Regions from separate parts of the Mus musculus genome. Here all the other regions are linked to region 3. The links are chromatin contacts, called in public HiChIP or PLAC-seq maps. All regions are on one chromosome and are shown on one strand. Each heading gives the region's core, a stretch centred on a gene start, on an enhancer-like site or on the middle of the called end of the contact. The rest is flanking DNA. Distances are from core to core; before and after follow the strand shown.

Region 1 (3,515 bases), core at 352-2,851, 180 kb before region 3:
GCACAAGAGCCGTCAGTGGGTACCACTGGGGAAGACAGAGCCTTACCTATAGAGTGATTGCTGGCCTGGAGGTAGAGGATGAGCACTTAGAGGACAGCAGAAAGGGTACTTGGGGGATCTGCTGTGCCCCTTTGTCTCAGGAACTGAATTTTAGGGGTGGATCCAAGATGACCAGCTGAGTAGCTCTCCCATCCTTTTGTTTCCTGATCCAACGTCCAGAGAAGGGAGGGACCGCGAGCATCCTCTGGCTTTAACTGAAGGCTGAGTGCCTGGCCCACTCCTAATAGAAACAGGTCAGAGGATGCTCTGCCCTCTCTCTGGCTTCAAAGGAAGGAAGTTCTGGTGGTCAGCAAATCCCTTAGGAACGGGAATGGTTGCGGGATGGGAGCATCTCTGAGGACTCCTTCTGCAGCCCCAAAAACAGAACATAGACTCTGAAATGAGGCCTGTGGGTTCCCAGTCAGGGAGAATCTAGCCAGCTGGCAGTGTGGGAGGGAGGGTAAAATTCTTACAAAGCTTTTGCTCTGGGTATCCTATTACTTACTCGTCAGAGTAAATGTGTGACCTTGGCAAGGTCATTTCTATTGCTGTTGTGAGACACCATGACCAAAGGCAACTTGGAGAGGAAGGGTTTATTTCACTCAGCTTCCATAGAACAGTGCATCATCAACAGCAACGAGGGCAGGAACTCAGCAGGGCAGGAACCTGGAGGCAGAGCTGATGCAGAGGCCACGGAGGATGCTGCTTACTGGCTTGCTCCTCATGCCTTGCTCAGCCTGCTTTCTTATAGAACCCAGGACCACAGGCCAGGAGTGGCCCCACCCATAATGGACTAAACCCTCCCACATCGATCACTAATTAATGAAAGACCCTACAGGCTTGCCTGCAGCCCAGTCTTATGTAAGAGAGCATTTTCTCAGTTGAGGTTTCCTCCTTTCAGATACCCTCAGCTTATGTCAGGTTGACATAAAAAAACAGCCAGCACACTTGCTGTCTTCAGAGTACAGGACATGGACCCATGAGCAGTTTGCAGAGCCCAGTGATGGGGATTTGAGCTTCTCTAAGGAGCCAGTGGCCCATTTCCTCCTGGGGACCCAGTGCTATTTTTGCACATGCAGCTCTCTGCAGAGGCCCAAGGTCCCTGCGAGAAAACCCACGAGGCAAGTGAGGAAGGAAGAGAGTGGGTTGTCTCCGTTCATTGCCCCAGAAGCATCTTCTGCTGACGCCTCCCCAGCACGGTCTTGCTTCGACCCCCTCATGCCTAGCGAGCTGGAGGCAGCCCTCAGAGAAACCAGCATCTGTTAGACACCCAGCTCAGCCACCACACAGGGTATGACGTAATCCTGGCGACAGTCCTGCTTGCAGTGATAGTGCATGGTCCCAGGACTGGAGTGAGAACAGAGAAAGGATCTGAGGGCTTCTCAAGCAAGAAGCCAGATGTCTGCGCTCCTTTCTGGAGGCTTGTCTGTCTTTCCAAGAACACCGATGAGGCAGAAACAGGCTGGGTGGATGATAGATTACGTTCCCTTAGCACCACTGTGCTGATGTGAAGGCAGGATTTCCGAATGTCACGTGTTCGTCTGGGCCACCCTTCCGCAGCACTGCCTGGGGTGCCCCCTGGCTCCTCCAGGCAGCAAGGTGCGTGCACGGGATGGTGTGGACAAGGATGAGCAACACTGTGCGACTCTGGTCCAAGTGCCGGAGGCTCTGGTGCACCCCACCCCCACCTAACCCAACCCAGTCCTTGGAGGCCTTTGCTTTCCCTGCTGTTCCCATCTGCGTCTTCCAGGGAGATAGCTTCCCATAGCGCAGCAGGGAGGTATGCCAGAGGCACAGGCAGCCTCACTGCTACCGCTTAGGGCAAGATGCAGGACCACCACGCTTTAGAAAAGGCGGACAGGGAGCAGGAGGTACCGACAGCTTGGGTAGGCTAGCATTTCCTGCTCCTTCCCTCCTCCCCTTGCCTCTTCTGGCAATGTGTCAGAGCCTGTCTTAGGGAGAACAAGACAAAGGGAGCGATTTCATGAGTGGCTGGACTAGAATCTCAAATTCAGGATTAAGAAAAACCATAAGAAATGGGTATCATATATTTCTGTCAAGCCTGGCAGGCAGCAGGCTGGAAATGGGCGTGGCCAGGCTCCTTGGAACAAAGGCTGGGTTTGAGCAAAGGGAGGCTGTGGCAGAGGTGAATAGTGTTTGCATTCATAGTGAGAGGGCTGGCAAGAGGGCTCAGTGTGTACAGGAGCTTGCCACCAAGCTTGACCACCCGAATTCGATCCCCAAAGCCCATGCAAAGGTGGGAGGAAAGAACCAGTTTTATGGGGTTGTCATCAGACCTTTACACACATGCAGGAGTGTGTCGCCCCACCATACAACAATGAGAAGTAAGCAGTTTTCAATTATTTGATTTGATTTTCAGTCACAAATGACTATGGGTATTAGACATAATGGCACATAGCTTTAATCCCAGAGGGTTGTGAGCCAGTGTGTAGGTGCTGGGAATCGATCCTGGGTCCTCTGTAAGAACCGTCTCTCCACTACCAAAATCTACACTTGAGAAGAGAGAGGCTCCCAAGAAAACGTTACCTCCCATCCTAATGTGATGCCCTTGGAGCAAGGGACATGGGCTGAGCAGAGTCCTGCCCCAGGACCTGTCTTATCTCCTAGCTATGAGGCTTTGAACCAGGCTCTGAAGCTTTGCAGCAGGGTGGGGTCACTCATGTCCCCAGATTGGCTGTAGGAAGTCTAAGGAGAGGTGGACTTAGTTAGAAACACTTCTGTCTCCTTCCCGGTAGTTTTTATTAGGTTGCCATGTGCCCCCGGCTGGCCCTGAACTCACTGTAGCCAAGGATGACCATGAACTTCTGACCCCTTTGCCATATCAGCAGTTCATGTGCTGCTAGGGGGCCAACCCGGGGGCTTTTGCATGCAAGACAAGTACTCTATCAGCTGAATTACATCCCGGACCTTTGAAGCACTCCAAGCTCAGCACAGTTTGGCAAGGGTGGGAAGATAAGGAGGGCTGCTCCCAGTGAGCACAGCCTTTCTGCCTTGTCCTGATTCCAGAAGCCATTAGCAGTTCTTGTCCCCTGGTCTGCAGGTGCAGAGGACGTGGTGATGGCGTTTTCCAGATCGGAGACGGAAGACCGGAGGCAGTAGCTGGAAGCCCCTCGGAACTCCCTGGAAGCTGCAGATGGCCAAGAGATCTGTGTGGCTCCTCTGCCGGTTGAGTGGTAGCAAACCACCGTCTTCTTACCCTTTGCACCCCTTACCCCATCCGACCCTCCCCACCCAGCCGCCACTCAGCAGGGCTGGCATCAAGGTGGTTTGTGATTGGCTTAAAGGGATGGACTTGAGATTGGCTGCAGGAAGAAACCTTTTTATTTTTAAATCTTGACCAACGGAAACCTTTTATTTTTATTTCTGACTCTTTATTTTTTTAAACATTTGCGCCTCGGTATCTGGCTTCCCCGGAAGCTCTCCGAGCTCTGGTGCTTTATTTAGGTCATTTTTAG
Region 2 (3,655 bases), core at 260-2,759, 240 kb after region 3:
AGCTCAAGGCCTGTCAGGCTGCGGAGGAGGCCCTCCTGGGAGAGCGCTAAGATATCAGTCCAAGTGGAAGGCAGCTCTGATTCCACTAATTTGGGGAGCAAAAGTGAGAAGAGAGTATTTTCTCCAGAGCAATAGTAAGCCGGAAATTGGGGCTGGAGAGCTGGCTCTGTGGTTAAGAGCACTGGCTGCTCTTCCAGAGGACCTGGGTTCAATTCCCAGCACCCACATGGCAGCTCACAACTGTCTGTAACTCCAGTTCCAGGGCATCTGATACCCTCACACAGACACATAGGCAGGCAAACATGCACATAAAAATTTTAAAATCATTTAAAAAAAAAAAGAAGAAGAAGCAAGAAATTAACAAGATGGGACTACTTAAAGTGCAGTTACCAGGAACATTTGCCTGGAATTAGAAATCAGGATCTAGCCTGGAGATGCTAACTGGCATGTCGCCCCAAGGAGGACAACTTCTGCCATTTGTATGCCCCTGTGTCCTTCCCATAGTGGACTCACAGGCCTACCCAAGGAACCTGACTCAGCCATGTGAGCCCTTCATGGGTCCCCTGGAAAGGAACAGGCCCCACAGGGTGCTGGCATGGCTTCTAGAATCTAACATACAGTTTCTGGACAACACTGGACATTTTCCCAGTTTCAAATCTTCAGTCACTAAGGCCCTGCCACGTGGCACACTGGGCTATTGGCAGGACAAGGTGTGCCTGTGCATAGCATTTAGCATCTGCCCATCAGTGGGGAGACCACAGAGCCACCAGGCAAGGTGCAGACTTTTGCTTCCATTGTTTCAACAGGGAGTGAGCAGGGTGCAGTTAGAAGATCCCAGGCGGGGTCAGAGCCAGCCCAGGGTTACGGCCTGCAGGCCAGTGCTAAGCCACAGCTACAGGGACCCTAAGGGAGCCAGAAGTGAATCCAGGGAGGGAAGGCTGTGTCCCAGACACAGTGACCACATGTCCCTCTTCCCTTCCCCAGGAACCTGGACACCTTGTCCTGTCTTCCCAGCCTCAGATCCCCACTTCCAGACAGGCAGGAGGCTGGCAAAGGCTGTATTCGTCACACTGTTTATCAACTCAATGTTAAGTGGTTTGCAAGCAACAATTTTTTAATGAAAATTTTTAAAAAAATAGAGGGTATCCCAGGTCTTAAGGCTGAGAGCTCCTTCCTGAGACAGATTCGTACACAGATGTGACTGATTGGTAAAGCCCTGCTGGCTGTGGATGATGGTTCAGAAAGTCTGAAGAGCAGCATCTTCCGTGGTCCTGGCTCTGAACATCACTCCTTCCTAACCCGGGGCAGAAAGGGAAAGGGCACACACAGGTGCATGCCAGAGAACACAGACAATGTCCCCCACCAACCTTTCCAATGAAATTTTATTTGTGCTTGCTTCCGGAAAGGAGATCTTTGGTATTTCCCCCACACTGGCCTCCCCTGTGCAGAGACTCCCCACAGACAGAGGCGAGTCATTCATCTGGATAAGAACGGGACATTCTAGGCTCAGGCTGGGCAGTGACTCACCGTTATTCAGAATGGTGACACAGAGCCTGGGCACCCTCTCTCCTGAGGCATGCAAGGCCCCTTGCTCTCTGATGTTGCAACTGCAGAAGGCCGAGTCCCTAAGAACTGATGAAAACGCACTGGGCTAAGACGCCTGAGAGGCAGTGAGCAAGAAAAGCGAAGAAAAGACGTTTGGCACTAAAACCCGCCTCCTGGGTGGAATGTGAGTGGTGGCACGTGGGCTCCCCCACATGGCTAAAGGTGGAACTTCACCTGCGACTACCTGCATCCAAGCCTGAGCAAAGCAGGCCAGGAAAGGACCCCAGGGCGTTCCTCTTTTCTGCCAAGGAATAGAGGTGTTCTGTCAGTCTGGGTCACTGGAGGTCAGAGTAAGCAGAATTTCAACAAGAGTGCCTTTCATACAGAGCCCTCAGCTCAGGCTACACTCTATGCACACATCTCTAGTGAAAGCAAGAATTCTTTTCCATGTGCTGTCTGGGAGAAAGTACAATCAAATAAAAGGAGAGAAACAGATTTCCTGACGCTCCTCATCACAGGAAACCTCTCTATGGGAAAATTCTGAAAGACACGGAGACTCTGTGACTGACACATAGGTAACTGTGAGGACGGGCCATCCTAACCCTTCTGGGCCTTCCCTTGTTCACATGACTCAGCAGGAGGCCTAAATGAAAACTGTATGTGCCCTGAAATGTTTATGTTGTTGGCCCTGGAGGGGACTGAAGTTAGGAGCTGCCTGTAGTGTTCCCAGTGGTACCAGGTTCGTCAGTAAGAATGGTGGAGATGCCCGGCAGAGGAGGGGCTGCTGCCAGACTTGAAGCCAGAGAGAGGTAGTGTGAGGAGGGCTAGCTGCAGTCTGCCCTGATGCTGGCAATTGGCCACATAAGCCCTAGAAAGAGGCTGTGATCTGGAGTCACCCCCGACCCAGGAGCAGACAGAGCCCTCCCGTCTAGATAGATCAGAGATGCCCGACAGCCCAATGACAGCATAACAGTTCTTAGTGGGAAAGGGAGCCCCGGTCTCTAGATCTGGGGGAACTTCTGACGTGGCAGTGTCTGTGTCTGTAGAGAGGGAGAGGCTGAGGGGTAATGGGGAATACTGAGGACAGTGGGTGTCCTCCCAGAGTAGACAGAAGCTGCCCGGAGGAGCGCTGGATCTCAGCTAGGTGCACAGAGGGATGATGGGATACCAGAAGAGGCAAGGCGCCCGGTGCAGGCTCAGGATTGTGTCTACTCTGCTGGCCTGGCTCAGAGCAAGACATTCACCAGGAGTCTCTGCACCCTGCTCCCCATCAACACTGGCCCCTCTTTCCACAGAAACCAGTTTGAAGATCGCAGGCCAGTCTTGGCAGGCCACTTTGGTTCTTTAGCGTGGAGCCTTCGCCCAGTCTTACTGTGTGTTGTAGCTACTGGTGTGTAACTGCTGGAGGCCTTAGTCCCTCTCCTATCTGGGTTTTGAGGCCAGAGCTCTACCTTGTTTCCATGTGCAGGCACCGAAATTCCCGAGAACCAGTGGGTCCAGGAAGTCGGCACAGAGTTTTGTCCTCCCTTCTCTGGGGCCTGACTCTGGTACCAGGCTCCACACAGCTGAGGCACAGTGGGCAGCTAAAGAGGAAGGCTGAGAGTGACTAAGACCAGGATGGTACTGTCATCCCAGAAAGGCCTCGTAATCCATGTACCAAACCAGCTGCCCAGAAAGAGGCACCACACCTGAGATGGGCCACTTCTTGGGTTCATGGCCCACGCGGCTCACCAACGTTGTGATCTCACGTTTTGTCCTGCCCATGACCAGGACAGCTACCTTCTTGGCTCGGTTGATGAGGGGCAGGCTGAGGCTCATGCGTTGGTGTGGCCTGAACGGGCTCTCCGTCAGCACCACCAGCTGATCACCATCCAGGCCTGTGGGGGACTGTGGGAACAGAGAAGCTGTGTGCCCGTCGGTGCCCATGCCCAGGAGCACCAGGTCGAAGCTGCTGTTGGCCACCAGGGCTGAGATCTCACTGGCATAGGTCTGAGCTCCCTGGTCCTCCTCGGCACAGAGCCGCTGGTGCAGGTGCACTGGCATCGGGTGGATGTTGTAGTAGGGTACCCTGACGTGCTGTAGCAGGTGAGCCTGCAGGCCCTGGAAGTTG
Region 3 (3,589 bases), core at 670-3,169:
CATTCTTCACCACAGCTGATTCCTGCCTGCCACAGCTTCCCCTCCAGGGAAGGGGAAAGAAAGCTGCAGCCTCTTGCTAAGTGAGGCTTGCTTCAGAACTGTGAGAGGCCAATTCACCTGCACATGAAACCCAGACCTCATAAAGACAGTCACCCGAGACCCCGTGCTCTGACCAATCAGCAGCAGTAGTCCAAACATGGTCCAAACCTTCACAGTCTGGTGTCAGTATGAAAAAAGCATGAAGGGGTTTTTGGCTGCTCCTGAAAGAAATAACACGTCCCACCGGGCGTGGTGGTGCACGCCTTTAATCCCAGCACTTGGGAGGCAGAGGAGGTGGATTTCTGAGTTCGAGGCCAGCCTGGTCTACAGAGGGAGTTCCAGGACAGCCAGGGCTACACAGAGAAACCCTGTCTCGAAAAAAACAAGCAAGCAAACAAACAAACAAAAAAAACAACAACAAAAAGAAATACATGTCCCACACACACCTCACCAAGAACTCAGATTCCTGTCTCTAGCAGAGGCAAGGCATTCGTTGGCAGGACAGGAAGGGTGACAGGCAGCCAGTCCTGGCCACAACAAGTCCCACTCTGCTCTTTTGGCCAAATGCCCTGAGCTGGCAGAGGCAGCCAGGAGATGCCTGGCTTTTGGGACAAGCTCTGCTTGGCACATGAACAGACTGCCCAGGCTCCCCTAGGCCCAGGTAACGAGGGACTGCTTTGGGTTGGCTGATCTTAAGCGGTCCCTCTGACTCCCAAAAACTGGGTGGGAACAAGACAGGAAGCTTGGGTTGAGATCTAGAGTCAGGCACTCTCTCAGCCCCCCGGGATGTGGCCCCCTCTTTCAAACACAGCTGACATCCATCCCCTCCTTAGGTGCCGCTGACTCACCTACCTCTAACAACTTTTGCCTGCCCTCTCCTGCAGAAGAAATGCAGGGTTAAGGAGGGCGACCTATCACCCTGATTGCCAGTTCAAACCATAGCTCCTTGTCATCCAGCGACTAGGGTCAAGTCCCGAGCACTGCACATCCCCGGCTGTCCCAAAGAGGCTCCCACGAATGCGTGTATGTTCCTATCCTCGGGAAATGTGATCAGGTGAGCTATTCCTTCACGCTGCTGGAGAAACGACTCCATTCTGGGGTTTGACCACGGCAAGCTTGGAGTACTGGGGTCTGCGTGGTCTCTGAGCCATGACAGGCCAGGGTATTGATCCCAAAGCCCATCCGTGACATGTGTCCAAGGAGTACAGCGTACACCTCTGAGTGGACAAGTTCCTTAAATGTGTGGAGCGCAGGCTCCTGCCTCAGGCTGCTACTGCTCACACGTGCCTTCTAAGTACTCAGCTCCAAGGCTTCTCCGGGGGAAAGCTTACGCGAGGAATGTTATTGCTATCGCATACAGACCATCAAGCGCCAGCTCTCATCCTCCTAACCGATGGGCGGCAGAGGCCCAGCAGGGCAGTCCAGCCAGGAGCACGGGCCTCGAAGGGAGGAGCAAGCAGCAGCCCCCTCCCCCAGCCACGGTCGGCGGCTGCTCCCCGACGAGGCTTTTAGGGGGTGAGGGCAAAGGCGGTGGCGGAGAATGCGTCCCGCATTCGCGAGCAGGCCTGGTCCGCCCCTAGGACTCCGCCGTGGCCTCGCGGGGGCGGGGCGGCGGCCCGGGCCGCGTGCAGCGGGGCGCGCACTCACCTCCGCGCAATCCGGTAGAGCACCACGCCGGCGGCAGCGCACGCCGTGACCCCGAGGCCGCCCGCCAGGCCGGCGGTGGGGCAGCTAGCCAGCAGCGCGCTCACTCCCTCCATGGCTTCCGGGCCGAGTCGGTGGGCAAGGGGCGCGGGCCGCAAAAGAGACTCCCAGCGGCCCGCGCGCTCCAGCTCGCGCCGTGACCTTCGCCGCTTTGTAGCCGGCGCGAGCCCGCCCCTTGACTCGGCGCGCTCCCGCCGCGCAGCCAATCGCGGCGCGGGGCGAGCCTGAGTGGGCGGGGCGCCTACGGAAGCCCTCGGCACTGGCTCGGACGCGCCCCCCAGCGTCCACAGTTGCAAAGCCACTCTCTAGAGCTGGAAGGAGTCCCGCCTGCGCCTGCAGCCTGCGCACGCATGCATTTGCAGGTCCTAGTGCTGCTACCTTAACGCTAATCCTTGCCAATGCTTTCTCCACTTAGTCCTGCTTTCCTGGCGTTGGGCTAAAGTCGGTCTGTGCCGCTTCAGACGCCACAGTGGTTGAAAATTAGCTTGCACAAACACAAACGTCCAAAGACGGAAACGAGGTTAAATAATCACAGGATAGCATGTTTCGGAACATAATGCAGCCATTAGAGTGAATGGCTAAGGTGTGTGTGTGTGTGGGGGGGGATTGGTCCTGAAGGGATTATCCTTTTTTTTTTCTTTAGTCGAATGTAGATGATTTTCATAGTTGCCAAGTTTGATGAAGTCTGTGCACTTCAAATAGATTACCTCGGGGAGTGAGATGGAGGGAAGAGCCACTTACAGGCGTGCTTCAGCATTTACGTGAGCTAAATTAGGGATCAAGAAAAACTCACTGAGGCTTGGTGATGCACGCCTTTAATCCCTGTGGAGGTAGGCGGATTTTTGTAAATTTGAGGTCAGCTTGGACTACACAGTGAGTTCCAGGTCATCAGGCAATCCATGGGCTAGTAGGTAGGTCCTGTCCTAAAACAAAACAAAATAAAACAAAACATCTCTAGCAAGAAATATTTATACCAGGTTGGGCAGATGTTGTGGCACAAGCCTTTGATTTCTTTAAAAAAAAAAAGGTCAAAAAATTATGGGGCATGGTGGTGCACACCTTTAATCTCAGTACTTGGGAGGCAGAGGAAGGCAGATCTCTGTAAGTTCAAGGCCACCCTGGTCTACAGAGCAAGTTCCAGGACAGACAGGACTCTGATACACAGAAAAACCGTGTTTTGAAAAACAAAACAAAAACAAAACAAAAACAAAAATCTAAAAAAAGTTTATCTCTAATTACATACTATGTTTCTGTAGAATACCCCACCAACACACACACACACAATTTTATGAGTGTCTCTTTTTTTTTAAAGATTTATTTATTTATTATATGTAAGTACACTGTAGCTGTCTTCAGACACTCCAGAAGAGGGCATCAAATCTCATTACGGATAGTTGTGAGCCACCATGTGGTTGCTGGGATTTGAACTCAGGACCTTCAGGAAGAGCAGTCGGGTGTTCTTACCTGCTGAGCCATCTCATCAGCCCCTATGAGTGTCTTTAAGATCAAGTTCTCTGTGGGCAATGATGGCTTGAGGGTCACTGTAATAATCTCTCGCTTTTGTTGGCAGCTCACCTGTCCACATGTCACCAGTCAGGAAGGAAGGAGCAGGTTGTGTGCAGGGAATCAATGTAAAAGCCTGGAAGGTGTCGCTTGTACATCAGAGACAAGACCTTTCCCATCCTCCTTTTGCTTTCTATTAGCTCTGAGTGTGCCTAGAGTGCACTGGCTCACACAATGCATGGCCACGCCCACACATCATTCACTTTCTGGATCGGATGCCTTGAGTTCCAGGAAAGGTCTCCAGCAGATAGCTGTTGTCTAAGAGCTTCCTGAACATCACTCA

The links. HiChIP or PLAC-seq counts read pairs in DNA pulled down with a chosen protein or histone mark.
Region 1: a contact with region 3 is called in an H3K27ac HiChIP or PLAC-seq map of microglia, with 6 times the contacts expected there. The contact joins the enhancer-like site here to the promoter of Tmem201 in region 3. A contact is called at or near these places in 1 of 39 promoter capture datasets (macrophages), 7 of 484 Hi-C or Micro-C datasets (the G1E-ER4 cell line, the HPC-7 cell line, bone marrow-derived macrophages and 3 more), 1 of 115 datasets of contacts at active chromatin or transcription factors (microglia) and 4 of 9 other capture datasets (adipose tissue, embryonic stem cells, liver and 1 more).
Region 2: an H3K4me3 HiChIP or PLAC-seq map of forebrain shows a contact between it and region 3, with 4 times the contacts expected there. The contact joins the enhancer-like site here to the promoter of Tmem201 in region 3. A contact is called at or near these places in 11 of 39 promoter capture datasets (the 3T3-L1 cell line, the SN4741 cell line, cranial neural crest and 6 more), 3 of 15 datasets of contacts at CTCF or cohesin (embryonic stem cells, large pre-B cells and pro-B cells), 44 of 484 Hi-C or Micro-C datasets (the 63-12 cell line, B cells, the C10 cell line and 22 more), 27 of 115 datasets of contacts at active chromatin or transcription factors (T-cell acute lymphoblastic leukemia, astrocytes, bone marrow-derived dendritic cells and 19 more) and 4 of 9 other capture datasets (adipose tissue, embryonic stem cells, macrophages and 1 more).

Annotation. Positions count from the first base shown.
Region 1 is chr4:149,561,105-149,564,619 of GRCm38.p6, forward strand. Ctnnbip1 (catenin beta interacting protein 1) reads left to right here. Exons shown (of 5, transcript NM_023465.4): 5 at 3,101-3,515. The coding sequence ends at 3,159. Among named protein-coding and RNA genes, the nearest start is that of Clstn1, 24 kb to the right of the region's middle. Within about 2 kb of position 1,602, at least 122 of the 459 cell types and tissues checked have an H3K27ac peak or open chromatin away from gene starts, as enhancers often do. A contact at or near this core is called in adipose tissue, bone marrow-derived macrophages, cerebral cortex and 1 more, where this site is marked.
Region 2 is chr4:149,978,387-149,982,041 of GRCm38.p6, forward strand. H6pd (hexose-6-phosphate dehydrogenase (glucose 1-dehydrogenase)) reads right to left here. Exons shown (of 5, transcript NM_001291004.1): 5 at 1,088-3,655. The coding sequence ends at 3,172. Among named protein-coding and RNA genes, the nearest start is that of H6pd, 23 kb to the right of the region's middle. Within about 2 kb of position 1,510, at least 206 of the 459 cell types and tissues checked have an H3K27ac peak or open chromatin away from gene starts, as enhancers often do. A contact at or near this core is called in the HL-1 cell line, the SN4741 cell line, Sertoli cells and 12 more, where this site is marked.
Region 3 is chr4:149,736,149-149,739,737 of GRCm38.p6, forward strand. It overlaps Tmem201 (transmembrane protein 201), which reads right to left and starts at 1,920. Exons shown (of 11, transcript NM_001284270.1): 1 at 1,687-1,920. The coding sequence starts at 1,799.